Regions from separate parts of the Gossypium hirsutum genome. Here region 1 is linked to region 2. The links are chromatin contacts, called in public Hi-C maps. All regions are on one chromosome and are shown on one strand. The core of a region is the stretch at or near the end of the contact, and the rest is flanking DNA. Distances in the headings are between cores, read along the strand shown. Region 1 holds the start of LOC107893638 (E3 ubiquitin-protein ligase RFI2). Region 2 holds the start of LOC107894501.

Region 1 (6,102 bases), core at 331-2,830, 180 kb after region 2:
AATAAAGCTAGTTTAACAAATAATAATAAAATCAAGATAGTTATCTATTTTTTATTTTTGAAAATTTACACACCTTAAAATATTATCTACTTTCCAATGGCTTATCACTTCTGTGATAAACTACTCATATCTCTTGAACAAAAAAAAAAACCATATATATAATTACAAGAGTTAATTGCACTATATATATCCAAACTATGATCTCATTCTAAATTAGTCCCTAAACTTTAAAAAATTATAATTACATTTCTAAATTATAAATGTTCTATCAATAAGGTCCTTTTGTTATTAAAATTATTATTTTAACTACTAAATTAAATATAATATCTAATGTGCCATAATTTAAAATGAGACAGTTGAGACCTTGATTGAGGATTTTGATAGTTCTAATCAAGTTGGGGCACTAGTATGGCTTTAGGGGTAATGGTTATAGTACTAAGGTGGTGGGTATTGGTAGTAGTGTTGATAGGAGTTGAATTGTGCATGTTGACATTCTTGGGTGACTTTGTGTGGTGCTTGTTTGGGCTGGCCACGATTAGTATTTTTTGGAGGTGTTTAATGATCGACACGAGGCTTACACTTAGTGGTTGAAGAAACATTGGTATTTAAAACATCAAAATTAATTAAATAAATTGTTAGAAAATTTTAATCTCTTGATAATGTCAACAGATTTATTATTATAATATTGAAATTAATTAAAATAATTAATTTAATCTCCTTATAAAATTTAAATTTGTATTTTATGTTTTTAAATTAACCTTAATGAAGTCAACTTAAATAACTCATCTTTAATAATTCTCTATAAAACTAAGTTTTTTTAGATTCTATTATTTTAAATTTTTCATGATAAGCTAAAAGTTAAAAAAAAAACTTTGCAATTAAATAATTTTATCTTCTATGCCAAACAAAATACATATTTTTTTAATCAATTATTTACCTAAACAAAGAACAATCAATTAATTTAATTAATTGTAGGGATTTTCTTTGCTTTTGGCTTAGCATAGAAGATTTAAGATCATATAATCAAAAGAAATTTAAGTTTCATAGACAATTATTAAATATGAATTATTTAAGTTGATTTCTTAATAAAATTCTAAACGTTAGGAGATTAAATTAATTATTTAAATATTAAAATAACAAACTATCAAGGGATAACAAATTTGAACAATTTATTTATTTGATTTTGATGTTTTGAAATTTAAATTTTTAATATTAAAAAAAATTAAAATTTTTGGTAATGGATAAATAACAATTTGATAATTTTTTACACATCATCTTAATTTCTATCGCTTTTTTTGCTTTAATCTTTTAAAAAAAATTTAAAAATAATTTCTTTTAATGTGAAAATGATTTGACATGTACCTCAATTGTGATAAAAAATTTAACATTTGAGTAATTAAAATTAAAGCCTTCTCTAACGGTAGTGATGAAATTGTAAAGATTTTTTTGAGTAACCAAAATAAAAGCAGCCTAAAATTTTGGCTAATTGAGTAGTTTAAACTTAAAAAAATTATTTTTAGGAAATAACGTTTCTTTTCTACCATGTTTTAAATAAAAATTTCTAAAAATAAAAGAAGGAAAACGAAAACGTTGTAAAATAAGAGAAAAAAAAATTGAAATAGAAGGACATTTAAAAAGAAAAATAAGAGTTCAACTTAATTTCTCATTTTTCTCGTAAGCCTTCCAAAAAAGGAAAATCTAAATTCTGTTCTTCTATGGTCAATCAATAAAGGAATTTAAGACGACGAGTCTTTTTTCTTCTTTTTTTTTTTTTAGTAATTTTATCTGGTTGGAATCGGAGGTTGTGTTAGTAAATTGAGGAGGTGGAGGAGGAGGAAGAGGGGCTGATTTTACCTTTCTTTTTTCTTAATTTTAGGTAATTTAGGTTTTGAGATTCCGGGGGTGTATTAATTTTAACTTTATAACTGTTTTAATTATGGGATTAAGGAGCAATAGTGTGGATGATGTAGTGGTGGAAGACGGTGACGGAGGTGATGGTGGCGGTAATGTTGATTGCAGAAATGGAGGGAAGTCTTTCGGCTCGGTTTCATGCTCGATTTGCCTCGAAACGGTTACTGATAATGGAGATCGATCGTGGGCTAATCTTCAATGTGGTCATCAATTTCATTTGGGTGAGTCAAAATTCTCAAGATTTTGCAGCTGATTTTGTCAAGAAATCTTTTCTAAAAAAAATGGGATTGAAGATCTGGGCTCAATTTTCCTCAGTTAATTTCACGGATGCCTTTAATTGATCATGTATATGAGAACTTTTGAACTTCTTATTTTTAATTTTTCAATTTTTGCTATTCTTTTAGCTGGATATGATAGTTTAGCTTCATAGAAAAGCATAACTAGTTGAATGAGACGCAATCTAATGGATTTTAGATATTCCAATAAATTGTTCATTTTTGTGGGTCTATTGCTTTGGCTGATTGGATGATCAGAGTGAATGTTGTATTGCAATCAGTTTCCCCAGATTATTAGTGTCGAAGGGTACCAAGTTAGAAGAAAAAAATTTTTGTCTTTAGTTTCACTGATTTTATCGATATGTTTTGATGAACAACAGCTTGAGAGGGGTAATTTGATGGACATTAGTCGAATTTGAAGGATTTTAGAGTATTCTGTATGTTACATTTGTTGTTTTTGGCAGACTGTGTAAGAAAATGATTGTTTAAAATCCTTTTTTTTAAGGTTCTAATTTATTATTTATATGTTTTTTAATTATTATTTTCAGATTGCATTGGTTCAGCATTCAATATAAAGGGTGCCATGCAATGCCCTAACTGTAGAAAAATTGAAAAAGGTCAATGGCTTTATGCCAATGGTTGCCGTTCAAACCCAGAATTTAGTGTGGATGATTTGACACATGATGACGACATTTATGATCTAAGTTTCTCTGAAATGGTAATGGAGTAACATTGCTATGCGAATTCTTTACATATAATTTCTGGCTTCATGCCATACCTAAATGACTTTTTATTGCCTTACTTACGGTTCCACCATCCTATTTATTGATTTATTGAGTGATATGTGTTTTTTTTGAGCTCTTAGTTAATAAACCAAAGTTCTTTCACTGATTTAAACTAATCTTCATTATCTAGGTATGTTTTAAGTACAATAATTTCTGCCCAAAGTTCTTTGCAAACCTATACAATCATGTCTCCATGTTAGTGTTTGTTGTTTGCTTTCTTTATTTGCGTACACTTTAGGCTGACAGATGAGTTGAGTTGAAATCCATTTGCTGCTTACTTATTTTGGCTTTTTCTTTGTAGTCATTTGGAGTTCATTGGTGTCCATTTGGAAGCTTAGCACAACTTCCTTCATCATTTGAGTAAGCATTTTCTCAATTATTAAAGGTTGAATCGGAGTAGTTTTCTGCTTCAATTTCTATGCTGAGAAGTGATGGTCAGTTGTCTGTTCTTCACATCAAATGTTTGCCACCTTGTGCTTTTTGTTTTTTAAGGGTTAATCTTTGCTATAAAGAGAGAGAGAGACAGAGAGACAGAGAGTTTGGTGGAAATTTTGGGAGAGAGTTGGCATCTTCTTAGTTAGAAACTGATTTAGAAGTTGAGAAAAGGTTCATCCTCTGCTTATTATTTGCGGTAACAAGGCTCTGGAATTTAAGTTAGTCCGAGACAAATGGACCTAATTTTAACAGCTGGAACAGTAACAGTGAAATGGCGCCCTCTTTAGTAAGATTTATATGAATAAATGCCCAAACCTAAATATGTTAGTGCCATGGGCGCGTGTACAATTCTCCTTTCATTTCTTTACACATCATTACATTTTTGTTTGCTTAGTTTTGTTTGCCGTGGTCAAGTTCCAACTATTATCTTTCCTTAATGTGTCATTTTCTTCTGTTATTTTTCAGGCAGGGAGAGCTTTTGTCTACAACATGTAAGATATTTCCTTGTTTTATTAAGTAATGCTTGTTATTGTGGGTTTTATTAGTGAAGGTGTCTGGCCTAATATGCTGATATGAGTTATATTGGAATGCAGATCATGAGTTACTGGGACAACATGCTATCTTTGCTGAACATTCTTCTTCTGCTACTCATCCATGCCAATATATAGCTTACTTTGGGCCAACGATTCATCCCTCTTCCTCAAATTCCAGTGGAACTATTCCAGATAGTTCTAGCTTCCAGAGTCACTGGAATGGTCCGTCTGTGCCTAGTGAGATACCTCCATCTTATGCTTTTCCTGCAATGAATCTCCATTATCAAGGTTGGGAGCACCATTCCGCTCCATTCTCTACATCTAACCGTCGAATTGGTGGTTCCGGTCAACCTTCAATTCCACCTGTCAGTCAAAGGTCTGCCAGGAACAGTTCAGATATGCCAAGACCAGGAACTTTTATGCATCCATTTGTTGCTGGCCACAGGTATAGCCCAAAGTAATGGAATCTTTTCATTTGATTTGAGTTTTCACTGCTTTTCGCTTGTTCTTTTATGGAAGATGCAAAATACATCATGTTCTCTTTCCTCACAGTCCTTACGGGAACTCCAAAAAAGGCTTAAATAAGACATTGGGAAAACATAGAGCTTGATTTTTTGGAATGTTGCTTCGTTTGTTGGACAAAATTATCATTCCAAAATATAGAAACATTTAGTTAAGAGGGTTACATTTTCTAAGGATATAGACATCAAACAGAATGGTTTTGTTATTTCTCAGCTGATAATTTCAAATGCTGCATTTCCACAGTTCTGGTACTAGAACAGCAAGTGCAGTTGCTTCCTCATTTATCCCTCCTTACCCTGGTAGCAATGCCCGGGCTCGTGATAGAGTTCAAGCTCTTCAGGCATACTATCAACACCACCACCCTAGCAGCTTGCCAGCATTACGGACACCCATTGTTTCTGGCTCCCGAAGGCTGGGCAGCCATAGAAGTCATGGTCATGGTCATGTTGGACCAGTGGCCTCTTCATCTGACCATGTGGGTGGCTTCTATTTCATTCCATCAGGTACTTCAGGTGGCCGGAGCTTTCAAGAGCCTGAAAACCCTATGTCATCTCAGTTCCATGCTTGGGAAAGAGACCATTTATCATCATTTTCACTAAGCCAGGTTGAGAGAGATCCAGGTTGGGGTGCACTCCATGAGGCTGCCACCAGTGGTTCAGATCCCGGATGCAGCTTCCGCCAGAGGCTTGGATCTGAGAGGCCACCTTCACAAAGTCGTTCATAGTGTTTTATTCCTTTATACCCCCTCCTGGGTGAAGCAAACTAAATATTCTATGAATGAAACCATAATGTTATGTATGCTTGAGAGACGGATGAACGAATGCTCAAATCTCTGGATCCTGGCTGGCTGAAAAACTGTGTTAAAGTGACCCGAAAACGATCTTTATGATAGCCTTGGCGGTGTGCTTGACTCGGTCTCTACTTCCTTTGGCTTTGAGGATATAAAATAATTAAAAGAAAAAAGAATAACGTTTGATGGTAAAGATGGATTTTAAGCTTTACTTGATGGGTGTAGGTTATTTTACCATTGATTTCTAAAATAAACTAGTTTTCCAAACCAAACTAAAAGTACAAACAAACAGCTTGCTTCCGATTTTCAAGTTAAATCAGAAAGCTAAAAATTCTAATGACTGTTAAATTTAAATGGATATATTCATAATCTAAGTTTAATGTATTCCATAAAATATTAATGAAAATATCTAAAATAAAATCCGTAATGTTTATAATATTAGAATTAGAAGCTGTAAAATTGGTGGATCCAGAGAATGTTTTCTCCCTCCCATGCATTACACATCAGGTCCCAACCATTATGTTATAACAACAAAGAAGTGGTTCATGGTTTAATGTCATCATAGGTGGCATCCAAATATTAAACTACTTCTCTTATGCTCAAGAGCTAGTCTTTGTAATCTCCATCTCCATCTCATCATTCAGATTTCTCCTGTCAAACCACACACAAACTCATCACAACCAAGCAAGAACGATGAGAATTATTAAGAGAAACTGAAAGGCAAGTAACATACAGATGGTGAATGAGAACGAGTTACACTTCGGCTCCTACTTGGACTGCGTTTCCATGGGCGAGGCTGCATATCCAAGCAAAGCATAAAGATTTCAACACAAGATAAACTATTGCAATTG
Region 2 (6,436 bases), core at 45-2,544:
GGGAAATTATGGGCATCGGGCTGAAGGAAATAAAGGTAAGGAAATAGTGGGCCATAACTGATTTATTGGGCTTAAGGATAAAGCTAGTGGGTTAGTCCATTTGGAAGTTGAACAAGGAAAAGCTGGACAAGGTCAGACGCATGGGGATTTAATTTTAGAAAATAATATTAGCTCCAATACGGACGGGTCACAACCCATTTTGACAGGCAAGCTGATTTTAAATGATTCAAGACACTTAGACCATATTGTGTAGTCGGGTCCCACACCGATTTCAAAAAATAAAAACTTCTCCCTGCACTTTAATCCCATTTTCGAATGACCTATGGAGTCAGAGGTGATTTTATATTTTAACGTGTTAGATCCCGAAAGACATTCGGCCGTTATTTTTAAAGGAAATTCAGATCACAAGACCGTAGTTACTGAGTTAAATAATAGACCAACTGACTCTAGTATCTTGTCAGCTCCTTCAAAAGGACATGGACTTGATAATAAAAAAGTAAGTGGGCGTAGTGGTAGAGTGCTAAATAAGACAATTCGACGACGGGGGAGACGTTTTAAAATTGCTAGAAATTCGCGTGTCTCACTCATTGATGATATGAATTCCATGGCAAAACTTATTGGTGAGCAAGTAGAGACCCTTACTGACATGGTTAGTACCAACGAGAAAGGAGATAAAGCTTCCATTGGCCTTTGAAAGGTTAGTCCTCTTACTTTTAATTTATTATTTATGAATTTTACTATTTTTTCTTGGAATTATTAGGGTTGTGCTAGTTCGAAGTTTACTTGGGTTTTTCATGAATACAATCAGGAACATAAACCTGATTTGATCAGTCTTATCGAAACAATGGTCAGTGAGGGAAAAGCTGATTCAATTATTATGAAGCTCGGGTTTCATTACTCACATCGTGTCAAGGCAGTGGGCTTTTCAAGTGGTATTTGGATTGGTTGGAAAGAATCCATTTGTGTGGAGGTTCTTAAAAACCATTCGCAATTTGTGTTAGTCAGAATTTCTGGTACCTCTTCTAGGCAGCCTCTTTTGGTCACTTTCGTGTATGCCAGCTCGAATTATAGTAAACGGAGACTTTTGTGAGAGACTTTACAGAGAACTATTCCTGTGGATGGGTCTCCATGGATGGCGATTGGTGACTTTAATGCTATTCTTTCTCCTTTTGAAAAGAGAGGGGGCCGGACTCTAGGAAAAAGATGTCCTTTTTTGGGTGAACTTTTGGGCTCCGCCTTGTTGCAAGACTTAGGCTTTAGTGGACCGCAATTCACTTGGCAGTGATGGGGGATTATGGAGCGTCTGGATAGGGCTATCTGCAACAATGCTTGGTTCACTCTTTTTCCTAATTCTTTGGTGACCCATTTACCACGACTTAAATCGGACCATAGACCCCTTGAGTTTTCTTTGATGCCAGCTATTCATTCCTCTCAAGGGCGTCCGTTTAGATTTCTAGCAGGTTGGGTTGAACATCCTGCGTTCTCGGATTTTGTTAAAGAGAATTGGAAGGTTTCATCTAACATGTCGACGGTTCATTCTGAGTTTACTGATCAAGTCAAAAGATGGAACAAAGTTGTGTATGGTCACATTCCTACCTGAAAGAGGTTTCTGACAAAGAAACTTCACAACATTAAGATCGAGCACAGCAGAAGAAACTCGGCTTTTCTTAGTCAAGTTGAGTCAGAGGTTAGAGAAGATTTGGAAAATGTATTGTATCATGAAGAGATTCTTTGGCGACAGAAAGCTCGATGCGTCTAGCTAACCTTGAGGGATTGCAACACTAAATTTTTTCATACTCGAACTCTGAGAAGAAGGAAGCAGGATCAAATCACCACTTTAAAAAATGATTTGGGGGAATGGATCATGGATGAGGAGCAGCTAAAGACTGAAGCGGTCAATTTCTTTAAAGCTTTATATGGCGAACACCCCAGTCCTGTGAGAGGCTTACCCTTGAACGCTTTCCCCACCTCTTCGTGATGAAGATTTTAACCTCCTTAATAGGCCAGTTTTTGATGAGGAAATCAAAACCGCTTCGTTTGACATGGCTCCTTTGAAAGCTCCAATAAGTGATGGTTTTCACGTCCTTTTCTACCAAAGCCAGTGGGATCATGTTGACACCTCCGTTTTTAGTTGGGTTAAAGGTATTTTTGCTGGTAAGAGTATTGATTCAGAATTAAATAATTCGCTTATTGTTCTTATTCCTAAGACCCATAATCCGGAAGGCTTTGCCTAGTTTCGGCCAATCAATTTGTGTTCTGTTCTTTATAAACTGATTATGAAGATTATTGCTAACCGTTTTAAAGTGGTTTTCCCCAAGCTTATTGCTCCTGAACAGACTGGTTTCTTAGCAGGACAAAACATCACTGATGATATTGTAATTGCTCAAGAGGTTATCCACTCTATGAGAAGCTTACAAAAAAATAGGAGGTGGATGACCATCAAAATAGACCTGGAAAATGCCTATGGTCGAGTGCGCTGGGATTTCATTGACTCGTCGCTCCAAGCTACAGGTATTCCTAATTTTTTACGTAATGTTATTATGTTTGTAATTTTCAGTTCTACTATGCAGGTGTTGTGGAACGGGGTTCCAACTACGAAATTTCAACCAACCAGAGGTGTTCGTCAAGGTTGTCCTTTATCACCGTATTTATTCATTTTGTGTAAGGAATGGCTGAGTCATAGTATTCAGGCTGCCATAGGTGTTGGCAATCGGTCCCCCATTCGCCTGGTTCGCAATGGTCCACCACTTTCTCATATTTTCTTCGCGGATAATTTGATTCTCTTTGGTCATGCTGAGGAACATCAGGTTCTGATCATTAAGAATATTCTTGATGATTTTTGTAGTTACTCTGGTCATAGGATTAATAAGAGGAAGACAAATATTTTTTTTCTCCAAAGGCATCAATGGCAACGTAAGGCGAAATATCAACAACTTTTTTGGTTTTCAGGAAGTGAGTAATTTGGGGCTTTACTTAGGTGTTCCCCTATTCTACGAGAGGGTTACAAATTATACTTTACATTTTGTGGTAGATAAGGTGCGCAACAAGCTGTCTAGCTGGGACGCTAGGCAACTTTCCTTGGTAGGTAGGGTGACCTTAGCTCAATCTATCCTTCTGTCGATCCCAAGTTACTTCATGCAGACAATGATGATCCCTACAGGGTTGTGTGATGAGATCGAAAATATAGTGCAGAAATTTGTTTGGGGTTCCACTAATGGCAACACTAAAATAGTCTTGGTGAGTTGGGATTCAGTATGTCAACCGAAAGCTCATGGAGACCTTGGTCTGAGACACCTAGAAGATCATAATACTTCTTTCATGATGAATATGGGTTTTAACATTGTCTCTAATACTAATGCTTTATGGGTTCGGGTTATTCGGACTAAGTATGACATTCCAGTGGATTACCCCAGAATATATTGAGGGGGCGTTGTTCGTTCCTTTGGAGATCCATTGCTAAGGTATGGCCCCTTATCTATGAAAACATTTCTTGGTCCATTGGAGATGGTAAGAATATCCAATGTTGGCGATATCCTTGGATCCCAAATGGTGGTCCCTTATTATCTTATATCCCATGCTCTTCTAACCTTAATATGGATTGTACACTTAGTAACATGATTGCAGGTGATGGATCGTGGAACTTAGATCTTTTTTGTTTATGGGTTCTAGAAGAAATCATTCATAAAATTGTTGGAATTCCACATCCGCACCCTTCCTCGGGACTTGACAAAATAGCATGGGGGCTACCTCGACTGGATTATTTTCCATCAAAACTGCCTATGAGAAGATCTGAGCTGGTTCATTGAATCCTAAAGAACGCATTTGGGAGATGCCTTGGAGGTTTAGAGGTCCTCAGCGAATTCAGTATTTCTTATGGCTCGCGCTTAAGCATCGCCTTCTAACGAATGCCGAAAGGACAAGCAGAGGTATTGGGAATAGCAGTGGTTGTGGATTTTGCAAACATGATTGTGAGGATTTACTTCATGTACTTCGCGACTGTTCTGCAGCTAGAATCATCTGGGACAATATTATCCCAGAAGAAAGGCGATTCAAGTTTTACATTAGTTCTCTCCATAATTGGTTGATGGTTAATCTCACAAATAATTTCTTTTTTTCTTTAGATGGTGTAGATTGGCCATGCCTTTTTGGGATTATTGCTTGGCGCATCTGGAAGAACCGCAACTTCTTTATTTTTTAAGACTTTTCTTGGAGTTATGAAGAAATCCTCAAAGTTTCATGTAGTTTGGCTAAGCAATATCTATTAGTTTCAAAACCAGCTCATCACATGGAGTGTAACGCCTCAAAAATCCCGAAATCCTAAATTTTCTTAGTTTTTGATTTTGATAAAAATTGTGTTTAATATTCTTATCCAAGCGATAATTTTAGTAGGTCTTAGATAAGGTTTGAGTTCGAACCTAGGAATAAATGAAATTATAGTTTAGATATTAAAAGAATCAGGGCTGGCAAGTAGTTGGGCTTTTAAATAAAGTTAGGGGAAATAGTATAAAAAAAAGAGCCTGTGATGGAGTGGCTAAGTGATGCCACATAAGGTGTAGTGAGGTGGCGTTAGTAGCTAGCAAAGAGGTCCAAGGTTCGAATCCTAGTTTAGTATTTTTAGAGTTTAATTTTGGCCTTCTAGAAGGATGGAAGTTTAATTTTGGCCTTCTAGAAGGATGGAAGTGGTGTGAAGATGGACTCTAAGGGGAGTGTTTAGAAGAGAAAATTGAGGAAATGATCAAGGGGTTATCAGGGAGAAAAACGAGGAAATGAGAAGTGAGGAGTAAGTGGAGCTGAAGCGGGAACTTGGGCTTGAAGAATTTGGCTATAGGGCTATAAATAGGTGCCGAATGGGAGGATTGAAAAGCTAATGCCGAATTTCCCTTCACTTTGTGCCAGAAACCCTTTTTCTCTAAAAATCTGAAAACCTTTTTCTTTTCTTTCTTTGTGTCGAATTCTTATTCCTCCTCTACTCAATATTTTCTTTGCTTTAGCAGATTCTTCTTCATCTCTTCTTTGGTGCTGAGTAATCAATTGTTGCCATTGAAATCTCTAAGAGCCGAATACCGTTGGTGCTACCACTACTCTTTCAACCCAGTCGATTCTAGTGTAAGTGTTCGTTCTCCCAATCGATTTTTGATAAGTATCAAGTATTCGATCCCTCACTTCTTTCTAATCGACTTTGGTAGGGAATTAGTGTCAGATCTTGGTTTTGGATTCCTACCGATTTGCTCTTCAGATTTGAGAAATACTGTAACAGCTTGATTTTGGGCCTAGTCGGAACAATGGTGTTAAATTGTGGGCCTTGTATCTTAAATTGGGGGTCTTTAAAGTGAAATTAGGCCATTGAAATTGTGATGGCCGGCCATGGGAGACAAAAAAATTGTTGAAAAGTCAAAATTAGGTGAAGTTGGTCACCAATTTTGACTAGTTTTATTATTAACAAATTAAAAAGAAAAAGCTATCATTTTTCTCTTCTCCTCCACCGAAAATGGCAGAAAAGAAAGGGGTTTTGAAGCTCTGAAATATCAGCCACTTACATTCCTTGCTAGTAAGTGATTTTTAATGTCTTTCTTGATGATTTTTACATTTTTGGAACCCCTAAAGCATGAGCTTTCATATGAGGGGTCTATTTTGCAAAATGATGAAGAGTCTAGGGTTTTGCCATGAGAGTAAATGTGTTGTTTTCTGTGTTTTTATGGAAGATTATGAGTCCTAGTTGTCTAATAAACAACTTTTGTGAAAGAAATTGCATGAAAACACCTTAAAAAGGGCTAGATTGCTAAGTTGTAAAATGAGTTGTAAATGTGTGAAACAGTTGAAATTATGAGTTGCTATAGTTATGAAAATGGTTCATCTAGACTCAAGGAGTAAAGAAATGTGATAAAAATTATTTTACGAGCCTAGGGGTAATTTGGTAATTTTGGCAAAATATAGGGGCAAAATTGCAAAAATTGCTCAAGTGTGTCAATGGACTAATTTGGTCAGTACATTGTTTTAATAAGTTGAATCTGACATTTTAGATGATGAAAATCAAGATTTAGACCTAGAACGGAAAGATATCGATTAAGGGATAATTACGTCTTTTTTTACCTTTGTGGTATCGAGGTAAGTTCATATGTAAATGTTGGTAACATAGTTATTATTTTAAATGTTTTGATGTTATTTAAATGATATGATAATTATTATGAGATATTATACTTGTGATAATTGTTTGATAATATGTCAAATTATATGATATACTTGGAAAATGTGAAATACTACCGAGTATTGGTATCGGCATTCCGTAGAAGATGGTTGAGACACATGATTGGGAAAAAGGTCCCGTTGAACCTTAGGATTAGATTAGGATACAAGTGACATGTCACTGGAATATTTGGGCATCCGAGCTCGTTGAGTTGAGTCCGAGTTCACTTATGGATGCGAATGTTCGAACTCA

The links. Hi-C and Micro-C count contacts between places; a contact is called where the count stands out from the background.
Region 1: a Hi-C map of leaf shows a contact between it and region 2, with 3 times the contacts expected there. The contact joins the promoter of LOC107893638 here to the promoter of LOC107894501 in region 2. A contact is called at or near these places in 8 of 34 Hi-C or Micro-C datasets (callus, hypocotyl and leaf).

Annotation. Positions count from the first base shown.
Region 1 is chrA13:77,310,203-77,316,304 of Gossypium_hirsutum_v2.1, forward strand. LOC107893638 (E3 ubiquitin-protein ligase RFI2) reads left to right here and starts at 1,581. Exons shown (of 6, transcript XM_016818677.2): 1 at 1,581-2,132; 2 at 2,735-2,904; 3 at 3,273-3,331; 4 at 3,872-3,897; 5 at 4,000-4,384; 6 at 4,705-5,352. The coding sequence starts at 1,937. The coding sequence ends at 5,185. LOC107893639 (serine/arginine-rich splicing factor SR30) reads right to left here. Exons shown (of 15, transcript XM_041085012.1): 14 at 5,985-6,047; 15 at 5,662-5,902. The coding sequence ends at 5,888.
Region 2 is chrA13:77,128,125-77,134,560 of Gossypium_hirsutum_v2.1, forward strand. It overlaps LOC107894501, which reads left to right and starts at 1,295. Exons shown (of 5, transcript XM_016819770.1): 1 at 1,295-1,578; 2 at 2,003-2,192; 3 at 2,283-2,471; 4 at 2,571-2,807; 5 at 2,950-3,423. The coding sequence starts at 1,295. The coding sequence ends at 3,423. It overlaps LOC121212416 (a long non-coding RNA gene), which reads right to left and starts at 665. Exons shown (of 2, transcript XR_005907541.1): 1 at 1-665.